Linked DNA regions of Mus musculus: region 1 is linked to region 2. Evidence: chromatin contacts called from public Hi-C data. All regions are on one chromosome and are shown on one strand. The core of a region is the stretch at or near the end of the contact, and the rest is flanking DNA. Distances in the headings are between cores, read along the strand shown. Region 1 overlaps Apba2 (amyloid beta (A4) precursor protein-binding, family A, member 2). Region 2 has its middle 51 kb from the start of Apba2.

Evidence for each region. A called contact is a pair of places that touch in the nucleus more often than the background predicts.
Region 1: a contact with region 2 is called in a Hi-C map of cerebellar granule neurons, with 2.0 times the contacts expected there. The contact joins two enhancer-like sites. A contact is called at or near these places in 2 of 484 Hi-C or Micro-C datasets (cerebellar granule neurons and cerebral cortex), 1 of 115 datasets of contacts at active chromatin or transcription factors (embryonic stem cells) and 2 of 9 other capture datasets (embryonic stem cells and pancreatic islet).

Annotation. Positions count from the first base shown.
Region 1 is chr7:64,725,039-64,731,017 of GRCm38.p6, forward strand. The region is part of intron 6 of Apba2 (amyloid beta (A4) precursor protein-binding, family A, member 2); the gene reads left to right. Among named protein-coding and RNA genes, the nearest start is that of Nsmce3, 150 kb to the right of the region's middle. Within about 2 kb of position 3,438, at least 29 of the 459 cell types and tissues checked have an H3K27ac peak or open chromatin away from gene starts, as enhancers often do. A contact at or near this core is called in cerebellar granule neurons and cerebral cortex, where this site is marked.
Region 2 is chr7:64,447,996-64,454,251 of GRCm38.p6, forward strand. No RefSeq gene overlaps it. Among named protein-coding and RNA genes, the nearest start is that of Apba2, 51 kb to the right of the region's middle. Within about 2 kb of position 3,631, at least 43 of the 459 cell types and tissues checked have an H3K27ac peak or open chromatin away from gene starts, as enhancers often do. A contact at or near this core is called in cerebellar granule neurons and cerebral cortex, where this site is marked.

The sequences.
Region 1 (5,979 bases), core at 2,188-4,687, 280 kb after region 2:
ACAGACATGCCCACATCTGATCTAGACAGTTCCTCCAGGGAGGCTGGTTCAGAGGACGCATCATGCTGAAAATTAAAGCTGGCCATGACTGGTTTCTTTTTCATAGCAGTCTTGTTGACACACAGTATAAATCTGCATCGTTCACCTGATGGCACTTTTTGCACCCTAGGCTAGTATGGTTGCTTCCCGATGGCATTGTCTGCATGGTCCTCTGTCTATGCCCAGGAAAATGGTCAGGGTTTAGATATGGAGCAGTCATAATCAGTCTGATTGTGTGGGTAGAACTTCATAAATATCATCTTTTATTAGGAAGCTCACAGAACCTGGTTATCTCTCTTTTGATGATTTTAGTGACAATCAATGATCATTGTCTAGATCCATTTACTGGTTACTGTGATAGCATCCTTTCCTGGCTGTTGGTTCTGTGAACTTCTATATGGACAAACTTCTCCATGTCAGGCATTTGGTTATCCTGATTATAGTGCACACAAGAAAAGCTGGCAAAGTCTTGAATCCTTCACTTTAGCAATGTTTAATAGAGTGGGTTTCCCCACCAACCTGTAAAAGTATAAACAGTGGGCTTAGGGACTATCACTGGGCATCCTTGGGTCACAGCCTGATGAAGTGGCCCTGAAGACATCTTGCTTATAGATGCCTCCATACCTCTAATCAACTGGCCTTTGGAGGTTAGTTCCTAAGTCTTCTCGTGGCAGCCTTAGTGTGTTCCAATAGTCTGACATAATTTATTTATTTTGTCCTGGGAGTGAAGTCAATTATTTATTTTATCGTGGAACAAGGTGAAGTACTGCTTAGAGACTAAAATCTGGGTGAGGTTGAGGCTCCTTGCTGCAGAGCTTAGGAAGTAGTCACATGTGGTATGTGGCACAAAGCTCACAGCAACCCCAATTCCTGATACTTACTGCCATGCATACCCCTCACCCTGACCATGAGCTGGTAAAAGAGTTGAATAGGATGTTGCTTCCAAGATTAGGTTATAGACAGAGCAGTTTGTGCTTCTCTCCCTCTTGCTTGTTCTGTAAGGGAGCCAAGCTGCTGTGCTATGGTCCTCAGCTGCCCTCCAGAGAGGCCAGCAGGCAAGGGACCTAAGTCTCTGCCAACAGCCCTGGCAGGGAAGTTGGAATTGGTTTTTCTTGTTCAGCCCTAAGATCGTAACAGGCTTCACAATTACCTTGACTACAGCCTCCATGGAGATTCTGAGCCAGAGGCCCCAGCTGAGCCATAGCTGGAGTCCCAAGATAATAAGTGTTTGATGTTTTAAGCCACTAAATTCGGGGGTAATTTTTATGCAATTATACTCAATAAACAATAACTAGTATGCTATATTTTCAAAGTTGCACTGCATAATGATTCACAGGGACATTTTTCCTGGGGCTTCGGAGTCCTTGCACTTGAGCTTTCTTGTTCCTTTGTCCCAGGTTCCAATTCTCAATGGGATTGGGGTTATGCTTTTGTCTTAACTCTGCTACTCACGCTCCAGTTCCAGAGACAGCAGTATCGATGTTGCCAAGGATGCAGCCCAGAGGCTCAGTGAGGAGTTCCTGGCTTTTATTCTTGTCTTTCCAGCACAGCCCAGCAGCAATGGACCACCAAATGGCCTCAAGTGGGGGAAGGAACCATCTCCATGCCCGGGGAGGCTCTGGGACCTATAGTTCCTCCCTTCCCATAACACCCTATCCTAGATCCATGCTGTGCCCGTGGCAGCTTTTTGTAATGCTTGGGAGACATAGTTAGTTTTTTGATTATGTCACAAATGAGTATTCAGATTCATTTACCCCCCCCCTTTTTTTGAATTCTTAGAAACAAGCATTTGGGGCTGGAGAGATGGCTCAGTGGTTAAGAGCACTGACTGCTCTTCCAGAGGTCCTGAGTTCAATTCCCAGCAACCACATGGTGGCTCACAACCATCTGTAAGGGATCCAGCGCCCTCTTGTCAAGAGTGCAGGTCTACATGGAAGTAGAGCACTCGAATACATTAAATAAATAAATAAATAAATAAATAAATAAATTTTTCCTTTTTTTAAAAAAACAAAATCTAGTTCAATAAACACCAAGCTTTTGTCAGTATGACTATGACTCTGCAAAGTGCTTGCATGGGTCTAAGATAAACACACAACACAGGGCATGCATAAAGGTGTTCAGTCCCGGCTGCTTCCCTCTTACCTTCTCTGTAGAAGCCTTCCCCATATAGACAGCCATATATAACATTTAACATAGTTAGTAGCATAGTCTTTTTAAGTTTCATATAGGGTCTTATGGGGGGGTCATTCGATGTTTCTTTACATACTTGGTTTATGCAATGGTTAATGTTTCATGTACCATCATTGTCAGCTTCTCTCCCCTCTTTCAGTGAGAGGCAGAGAATTTAGGTTTCCTCTCTCCACCACGCCTTTCTCCTAAACACCGGTCCTAGCCACTCACTCAGGTCCCGCATGGCTCTAGTCACCTTCCAGGCTGCTCCATCAGACCCCAGTGTAGGATGGCTGTGCCCGGGGAGCTCCCAGGATTTTGCGTTCACAAACAGTGCCACAGAAAATGCCCCTTCCTGTTTGTCCAGGTTTTATTTTTAATTTATTATCCTTTTTTCTTAGAAGTCATCCACCCGGATACAGGCTAATACTAGGGTGTCCTTGGCAGAGCTGGAGACTGACCTGCACTAGGCCCTGATCTTTTCTCCTCTGCCAAGGCTTCTCCTCCTTCTGCAGCCACTGACCCTTGTCACTCACTGTATTCTAAAGTACCACACTGTATCACTGTGACTTGTCCCTGTCCACGACAGTCCTGCCTGTCTCAGGCCTGGATTTACAGGTAGCGCCATCTGTTAGTAGCTGAGGCCACTGTGTTCAGGGGGCTTCTTGGAGGAAGGAGCTGCTACAGAGCTGAGCCTTGCTCTGGAATAAGCTGGTGTGAACAGGAGAGCACAGTAGGCCTTAGAGCCTTCCCAGCCAGCCTGGAAGCGATTCCTTCCACACTTAGGGGCTCCTTCTCATGGATTGGCTTTTCATTGACCTGGGTGGCTACCCTGGTATGTGGACTTAAAAGAGTAACACACCCCTCCCCCCAGAATGACACATCAGATGGGTGGCCTTTCTGAGGCTGTGGAAACAGGTGTCTGTCCCTCTGTACCATAGTCCTCACAAGATCTGAGGCCTATTCTCTACCCCCCTCTCCCTCCCACTGTATCCATCTGTCTGTCTCATATCTCTGCACACTTGCAATCCTCTTTTTCTCCTTGGAGCCAGAACTGGGGAATGGCTCACAGTCTGTCCCTGCCCACGTGCTTCACCCCATGGGCTGGCTCCCACCTGCTATTCCTTGAAATGGCTCCAAGGTCACCGCTGGCTGACTTGTCAGGATGCCCAGTACATGGGAGCCCCTTGTAGATGGCCTCCTGCCAGCCGGGTACAGATGGGCCTGTGTCTCTCTCTAAGCCCCTTCTCGTCATGATGCCTGGCAAAGCTAGTTCCTGGGGCCTCCTTCCACCCCCTTGCCCCATGTCCTCCTCGCAGTGACTCACCCATGCCCATAGCTTCAGTTGGCACCCCTCAAAGCTCATTCTTAATCTCTCGTCTAACGTGGGCGTCCTCCTGAGCTGTACCTGGAAGGTGTCCTGGCTCCTGCAGCTAATGGTCCAAAATCCTCACTCCAGAAGCCAGTCCTTTGCCAAGGGACCCCTCATAGTAAGTAGACACCCCAGTCATCCCTCCCAACCTCACTTCACATTCAGTGCAAATTTTGACTAGATCTTTCAACCCCCATCATCTTCCTGGTCTACACCATCTCTTGCTTGCTTGGACCACTGCAGTGGCCGCTCACCCACTTAGCAGCTTTCTGTTCTTCCTCTCGGTTGTTTGTCTCTCTAGAGGAAGTGGTGCAGTTGGGCCATGTCCCCGGCTGGTAACCTGAAATGACAGTCTCTGGAATGGCTCCAGAGTTCTCACATCTGGCCAGTGTTTACTTTACACTTTGACTTATTCCAACTGCTGACTCATTCCTTGCATCAGGTCAACTGGGCATCCTTTGGTCCTTCTGAATTGGTTCTCTCTCTGTGACCCCAGGACCTTTGTGCCTGCTCTTGCCTTAGCCTAGAAGGTTCTCTTTGGCATGCTGATCCCTTCTACTCACAGGCAGTCTCCTCCTGTTCCTTTAGCTTTTGAGGCCACACCTTCCCTTCCTGGTGTGCACCACAATTTTTCCTGATGAGTTTCTGTTGTCCTGTGGTCTGCTGTCAGCCTCACCCTCTGGCCAGTGAGCCATGTTTTAGGACATCACAAGTCCTCACAGGCAGGATACTGATTTGGAGAAAGCCATTTGACCTTGCTTAACATGGCCCTTCTCATAAAATGGGATAATGAGGTTGGTTTCATGGAACTGTAAATGACTGATGGCCGGGACCCTGCTGTCACACAGGGCTGGTGAGTCAGACAAAGCAGTGCACCTGGGGCCTCCCAGCTACACAAAGTTCTACTCATTTGGCTCTGTGCTCCAGCCCCACAACCATACCCTGGGGCACCCAGGCAGAAGTGGGAAGGTTTGGTGCTCAGGAGATATAACGGACTTGGCTGGCGTGCTGGCAGCCTCTGCCCACTCCTTACACGCAGGATTTATTGTCCCACCCTGGTAGCATGGCAGAGATGTGTGATACCGGGTACAGCTCCATAAGACCTCAGCACTTCCCTGTCCACAGAGCTGACAAGAAGCTGCAGGTCCAAGTGCATACCCCAGGACCACACAGAGAGCACAAGAACTCTGCACAGGACAGCAGGCTCGCTAAATAAGCTGCAAACAAAGGCTGCTTCCAGCAGGGAAGGAAGAACAGTATATCACACCCCTCTCAACTGCACACAGGGGACATGCACCTTGTGAGTCAGAGGTACATCAAGCAGGGGCAAGCTGCCCTCTGGGGACTCAGGTTCACCTGTCTGTTAAGCATGTGTAGTTGTTCGCTCTCAGTCGCCCTCTGCTGGTGTCAGCTAAGGGTTGTTGCCAGAGTTTGGCAAAGGAAGAGCAAGCGCTCTTTGTACAAAGGGTCTGCGCCCTCCACTGGTCTCAGATTAGTGAGAAGTAACAGTCCTGTCAGCAAAGATGAAAACATGAGCGTGAGCCTCATCGAGGTCCAGAAAGCTGGTCAGGTCGCCTAGATAACTGGCAGGAGTCATGGGGCAGCAGCTTCTAAAAGTGGGAGTCAGATTCAGAAGACAAGACCTGCCCCAGTCCCTCTCCCTCCCTTCCAAAGAATGGCGGACACCTCCATAGTATAGGTCATAAGTATTGGCTGAGACTCACTAAGGGCAGAAGTCCCTGCACCATCCATGGGACACAGTATTATACCCATCTCCTCTTTACACACACACACACACACACACACACACACACACTCACACACACACTTATACAGAGGTGGGGTGAGGGAAGGAAGGGGGGAAGAGATTATTATTGTATTGGGCCCCACTTGGAGGATGCAGGCCTGTGAGATGCCCGTTGGCCAGTAGACATTTCTGATCCATCTTCACTGGAGAGAATGAAGCTTATGGTGAGAAAACTGATGTCCTTCAGCCTGAAGCCTCAGAGGTCACAGTGGAATGCCCTGCATTGATAGTTCCTGCCCCTTATGTTGGGTGCCCTCAGAACCCCCTGGCTGGTCCACCTGTACAAAGGCCATAGCTGCCACCAGCCAGTTCCAGACCCAGGGCTACGGTGCCTTTGATCACAAGAAGGAGCCTGATTAGACTCTGACCATGGAGAGCTGCAGGATCAGTGAGGCTGTCTTGTCCTTGGAGGCAGGGTGTGGGAGACTTTTCGTGAGAAAGCTAGTGTGGGTATATGACCTTTCCAGAAGTGCTTGACCTGGAAAACCCCCAGCTGGGGAGGAGTCTCCTGACTGTGCTCTCTTCTACTGTGGCTATCTTTGGTTTGAGCATACCTGTACCAATCCTGGGTCTGACTGAGTTCTCATGGCCT
Region 2 (6,256 bases), core at 2,381-4,880:
TGGTGAAACCTATCAGAGAGGTCAAGGACACCACAAGAAAACCTATATTACCAACTAATCAGGGCCCACAGGGGCTCAGGGAGACTGAACTGCCTTCTAGAAAGCATGCCCGGGACGTACCTAAGCCCTCTGCACATATGTGACAGTTGTGTAACTTGATCTTCATGTGGCACTACTATTAGTGGGAGCAAGGCCGGTCTCTGATTCTGTTGCCTGACTTTGGGACTCTTTCCCACTATTAGGCTGCCTCTTCTAGGCTCAACAGAAGAAGATGCACCTAGTTTTACTGTAACTTGATGTTCCAAGACTGGTTGAAATTTACAGGAGGCCTCCCTTTTTCTGAAGAGGAGTAGTTTAGGGGCATTGACTGAGAGGAGAGGAGGGAGGGGAAACTGTGGTCAGAATGTAAAACAAATTAATTAATTAAAATAAATAAAAATAACATTTTAAGACAAAGAGGAATTATTGCAAAATTTTACCTAATTGTTTCTGTTAATGTAGAGAAATATGGTTGAATTTTAACAACATTATCTTTATATTACTAATATGAGTAATAATATTAGAGCATGTATTGCTTAAAAAATTTTAAAATGAATTTTATTTGTATGAATGAGTTCTTTGTCTGCATATATGTCAACACACCATGGCCTAGTACCCTTGGAGTCCAGAAGAGGCCATCGGATCCCCTGGGACTGAGGTCATGGGTGTTTGTGATTTGCCAGGTGGGTGCTGGAGGTTGATCCTGGATCCTCTGCAAGAGCAGTCAGTGCTCTTATCCTCGAAGCCATCTCTCCAGGTCCTTATAGATTATACCTATGTTTCTTTTAATTCTAGACATCATCTGCAAATAGTTACATTAACTAAAAACTTTAATAATTATATAATGTGACAATTACTTAATACCCAATTCTAAAAACATAGAATTTGTTTATGTGTTATGTGTCCTTGGTGCCCTGGAAAGAGCTGTGAAGTGTATTTTGAACTGAAAGTGAATTGTGTTGATTTTGATAGGCACTGTCTGGTCTATTGTTTTGTTTTATTTTTTTTTCTTTTGAGAGAGAGAGAGAGACAGAGAGAGACAGAGACAGAGAGAGAAGAGACACCAGTATTCCTTTTTGAGTTTATGTGCATCTTGTGTGTGCACTTTCCCAGAGAGGTCAGAAGAGGGCATCAGATCATTTGCTCTGGGGTTATAGATGCTTGTCAGCTGCCTGACGTGAGGTCTGGGAATTAGACTTGGGATCTTTTGCAAGAGCATCGAGTGTTCTTAACCTCTTAACTATCTCTTCAGACCTTTGTTTTGTATTTTTGAGAGAGTTTCTTTATGTGGCCTTAAACTCACTACTATCCTCCTGCCTCAATCTCACCACCATGTCTGCTTTTCCTCCTCCTACTCCTCCTCCTCTTCCTCCTCTTCCTCCTCCTTCTTCTTTAAGAAGAAAATTACTATTTTAAGTCCAAGGAGGACTCTTCCTCCTCCTCTTCTTCCTCTTCTTCTTCCTCCTCCTCTTCTCCTTGAGACAAGGTCACTCTCTCTAGCCCTGGATGTCTTGAAACTCAAAATTTAGAGATATTTGGCCTCAAACTTAGAGATCCCCGTGCCTCTGCCTCCTGAGCGCCAAAATCAAGGGCGCATGTCACCACTCCTGGCCTCAGGAGTCTGTTTTTTATCACTAGTCTCAAGCATGAATTTACTACTTTCCTTTAACCTATTTTATTTGCCATATCTCTGATGTCCCCTTGAGGGAGGGAGTGATTTTATTACGTGAACACACAATGTTGTGTTGATAGTAGATGAATCATGACTCCATAGAGAAGTTAAGTTCTATAGGCCAGCTCCCAGGGCTGTAGGCCAATGCAGATCAGAGTGGGGAGAAGGCTCAATGTCCTGGACTCTAGCTGGGCCCATGAGCTCATTCCAGCACTTTTGTGAGGTTTTCTCTCCTGTCCTAAGTCCTCCATACTGCTGCCTGTTGTAGACCTTGTGTCCCAGGCTTCTGCTGCCAGCTCTGTGTGTCTCATCACCAAACTGTGGTCAGCTTCGAGCTCTCATCTGGTTGGGTTGTGTCTGTATCCACCAGGCTTCTCTTCTCAGGGTGTTCCCATGGCCCTGCCGTGGTTTGTCTCCCAAGGGTTTATGTGATGAAGGTTTTGTTCCCAGTGGGATAGTACTGAAATGTGGTGGGGCCTTTGTGTGAGAATGGAGGCAAGTCTCTTGAGGTGGGCTGGGTCTCAGGAAATTCCATACAGCAGGCTGCTATGACTGAGCCTGGCTCCTCCCTGGTCTCCTACTCCCTCTCTAGTCCTGCATCTCAGTCTCTTCCCTGCTGCCCCTTCCATGTGGTGCTATGTGCTATGAGGGTCACACTGCTTCCTTGGAGTTCAACAACCACGAGGAATGAGAGCCCGTTTTCCTCTCTAAGATACCGAGTCTCCGTTATTTGGTTATGGCAGCAGTATCTAGTCCCTCAGCAGCCTTTCTTATCCTCCGTGTGTGGAATATCCGCTCCATAGAATGTGCCTAGTGTTCTCAGTGGCTCTAAAGCCCAGCGTTTCTTAGTCCTAAGTGTGTACCAGAATCATCCGGTGGGCTGGTAGGCGAGTTAAAGACTGCACTGCGCTGAGAATTTTTGGGTTAGTGGATCTGGGGTGAGGCCTGGGATTTTGTCCATGACATCAGCTATGAGGCGATGCTCACACTGCGGATTGGGAAGCAGTGTGAAACCCACTGACCGAGGCCCCGAGCGAGCGGGGAACCAAATGCGGTTCACTCCTTTTGTCTTTCATTTCTGAAGCGTTAATTGAAGCAAATTTGAAGCCAGGAAATTGTGTATGCTCTGATCTTTGCCAACTTGGGGATCGTACTCACAGCCAGTAATCTGAGCTGTTGCACGGGGAGAAGGGTGGGGTTCCTGGGAAATACCACACATGGACGGGTACATCTAACTTAGCTGCTGTTGGGAGGCGAGAGCCTGCTGTTCCAGTAGATAAACATACTATGTCATTGTGACCGATATGCTTTCTTCCCTGTAGTTGTTTTTCTCACTAAGCAGAGTAGACTCTGGGACTTAGCTGGAATCTGGCGCAGTCACCCAGAGAACACAAATGTCACACACACTATGAGGTTCAGAAGGACCTCGGAAGAAGAAGATCGAAGAACTTCAGATATCTCAAATGGGCAAAGATGGAAGTAAAAAAAAAAAATCCAGGTAGCCTGCCTCGCCGCACCCTCAGTTAGCAGGAGTTACTCCAGCATTGCATCTAGGTCCAGAGGTCCCTCTGGTGATCCTCCACCTTCCTTCACTGCCTTCTTATGCAAATGAGCCCTCACAAGTCACATACTATAGATGGCCTGGTATACTGGCTTGGTATTCGAAATAACTTAAATCTCAAACATGTGTTAAAATGTGAAACTCCACTAAGGTGTAGGAGGAAGACACAGGATATAGTAAATGCAAGTTCAGGGTTCTCATAGCAACCATGGAAACATATTGGAGCACCCTCTTCCTCAACCTGGCCCTCCTTCAGCTCTGCCTGTCTCCAGGAAGGCCACCATCTTCCCTCTCACTGCACAAGCCAGAGAATGGAGAGGAATCCTGGCAGGGCCGCTCCCTCAGCAGACCTCCCGCTAAGAGCACGCACACACTCACACACAGGCAGCTGACAAAGGCCTCTTTCTTTAGCTCTCAGTCCATCTGCCATCCGCTATCTCCCCCATCCCCCTTCATCTGGGCTTGCAGCATCCACTCTGGTCCCCACAATCTGTTCTGCACTTGGCAAAAAGAGTGTTATGCACTTGTGTGTCTATTGATTATCTATCTATCTATCTATCTATCTATCTATCTATCTATCTATCTATCATCTATCTGTCTATCAAAAGCACACCTGTGCTAACAGAATCATAGAAGCATGGCAAAAGATTCTCTGCCTCATACACAGTGAAGCAGACTGGCTCCAGGACACCCTGAGCTGCTATTTCTTACTGACCAGATTGGCAGAGATGAGAATGGTTTTATAACACTGTTGATGGTTGGGGGGCAGAGGGAGTGGTCAGCAGACACTGTTATATGAATCATGGCCCCTGAACGGGGAGGTTTCTGGTCCACAGTACTGTTGCTATGGTAGTTGGCAAGTTTGGTCCAAGTTACACATCCTGATATGGCTTGACCCACTTCTAGGTACTTATAGGGTAGAGTGTTTGTGATGACAACAGTTCGTAATGCACGTGGGTATAAACAATCTAACAGTGAATCACGAGGTGCTGGGTGGAGGGCACATCTGTTCATGGAATTCTATAGAGCTTTAAAAACACCCAAAAAAATCGTCTATGTTCCTTACCATATATGGGTATGTGAAAAAGGGACTTTGGAAAGGTGGTGTGAACCTACATATCTTTTTATCAGGCTCTTAGGGAAACAACAGGGCCCAGTGACGTAAAACCCTAACAAGCCAACCAGGGAGGAGGCCACCCACTCCTTATGTCCTCTGTTGCTCCTTCAGAACTTCAAACCAGACTCATTGCACTGCCCATTCCAAAGCGGTGCACAAGTCTTTCAATGCATGCTGTCAGCACTGACCAGGTAACTAGCACTTAGTGGTGCCTCACAATTTGTTGAATGGACAACATGCTCTCCCCCTACAGAGCACGTACCATGCTTAGCCATACTGTGATTTCAGGTGCACTTGCTCCAGGCCTGGCTGCCAGCCAAGGGTACTCCTGGGAATTTGAGGGATTTGGGGATACCAGATGCTTTCTGTCTTTCTTTTCGCTTTCCAGCCTCCATAAGATGAACAGTGTGTTTGCCCAGTGCTCCCTGCCATGATATACCCCATCCCCCACCCCCACCCCCCATCCCAAACAGTTGAGTCAGTCACAGGTGGAAACTGTAAAACTCTGGGCCCAAATAAACCTTTTAGCCCTCTAAGTTGATGGTCTCCATTATTTTCCAGGATAATTCTTTGCATAAAATGTTGCTCCCAGAGTTGGCAAGCTAACTAGCTCAGCTGCCACCCAGGCCCAGAGCCAGGGTTTGAGTTGGCCCACCCCAAAGTCTACGTCATCTGTGAGCTGTTGGGACACTTGAGGGGGCCAGTCCTGCTGATCCAAAGCTGCAGGATCTCCATGACACAGAGCAACAACAGGATCAAGTATTGATGGTATCACAGAAGCCAGAGACCTCAAACCAGACCAATAACTCATTGCAATGAACATTTACAAGGGAAGATGTGTGGACAGAGGGACAGAGGGATATACTGTGGGACACAATGTAATACGCTACAGCTTCTGTGAGGAGATGTTTTCTATGCTTTGTGGTTGTTGTTTGGTGTGTGTGTGTACTTGTGTTTTATTTAGTGGGGAATACAAGGGTGGAGGGTGCATATGAAGGGACTGGGGTACATGATGTGAACATGTACAAAGGATCAATAAAAATCAATAAAAAAAGAATCAATAAAAAGTGTTTTAAAGAGGTACTCTCAAATTTGACAACTCAAAAGAAACAATATTTCTTATCACCACTTTCTATGAGACAGTGGCCTAGGCATGGCTAGCTTGGCTGGGCATGGCTTGGTGAGTGCCCATGGCTTCCATCTCTCAGGAGATGGCAGTCTGATTACAGAGGGTGCTGCTACAGCCCTGGGGAGCTCAGCTTATAAATGTGGGTCACCAGGGTCACAACCGTGATGCCATTAGGCCTGGGTGTAAGAGAGGACATCACCTCTGTTGCCTGAGTGCTTTCTCAGTGTGGCAGCTGGTCAGCAAGAGGGGAGGAATGGAAGAGCACCCCCAACAGAAGCCATGGTCCACTTGTGAAATGCAGAGTCAAAAGGGTCACCCATCACTGTTGCTGGATTCCATTAATCAGAATTAAGTCAGAAGGTCTCCACACTTAAAAGGAAGGACGTGGGTCTCAGAAGGCATGAGCCCAATGGCTGTCCATGTCCTTCATTAGGATAAAGTGTTTGCTAAAGCTGTATAGGCCTGGTCTACTCCCTGCATACCACAACCACCCCTTCCATTTCTCCAGCCTCTTCCATGTGATCTCTTTTTATGTTCCTTGTGTGAAGTACTTTTGGACAGTCTCAGTGCCTCTGTCCATGATGTCCCTTCTTCCTGCAGCACAGGCCCCTCTCCCATCAGGAACCTTCCTGACATGGAGCCATCCCTCCTGTGTCTGCCTCATTCGAAATTTCTCTCTGCTTGAGTAACTGTTGCACACATGCCCATCTCTCCCACAAAGCTTCAAGGCAGTGAGCA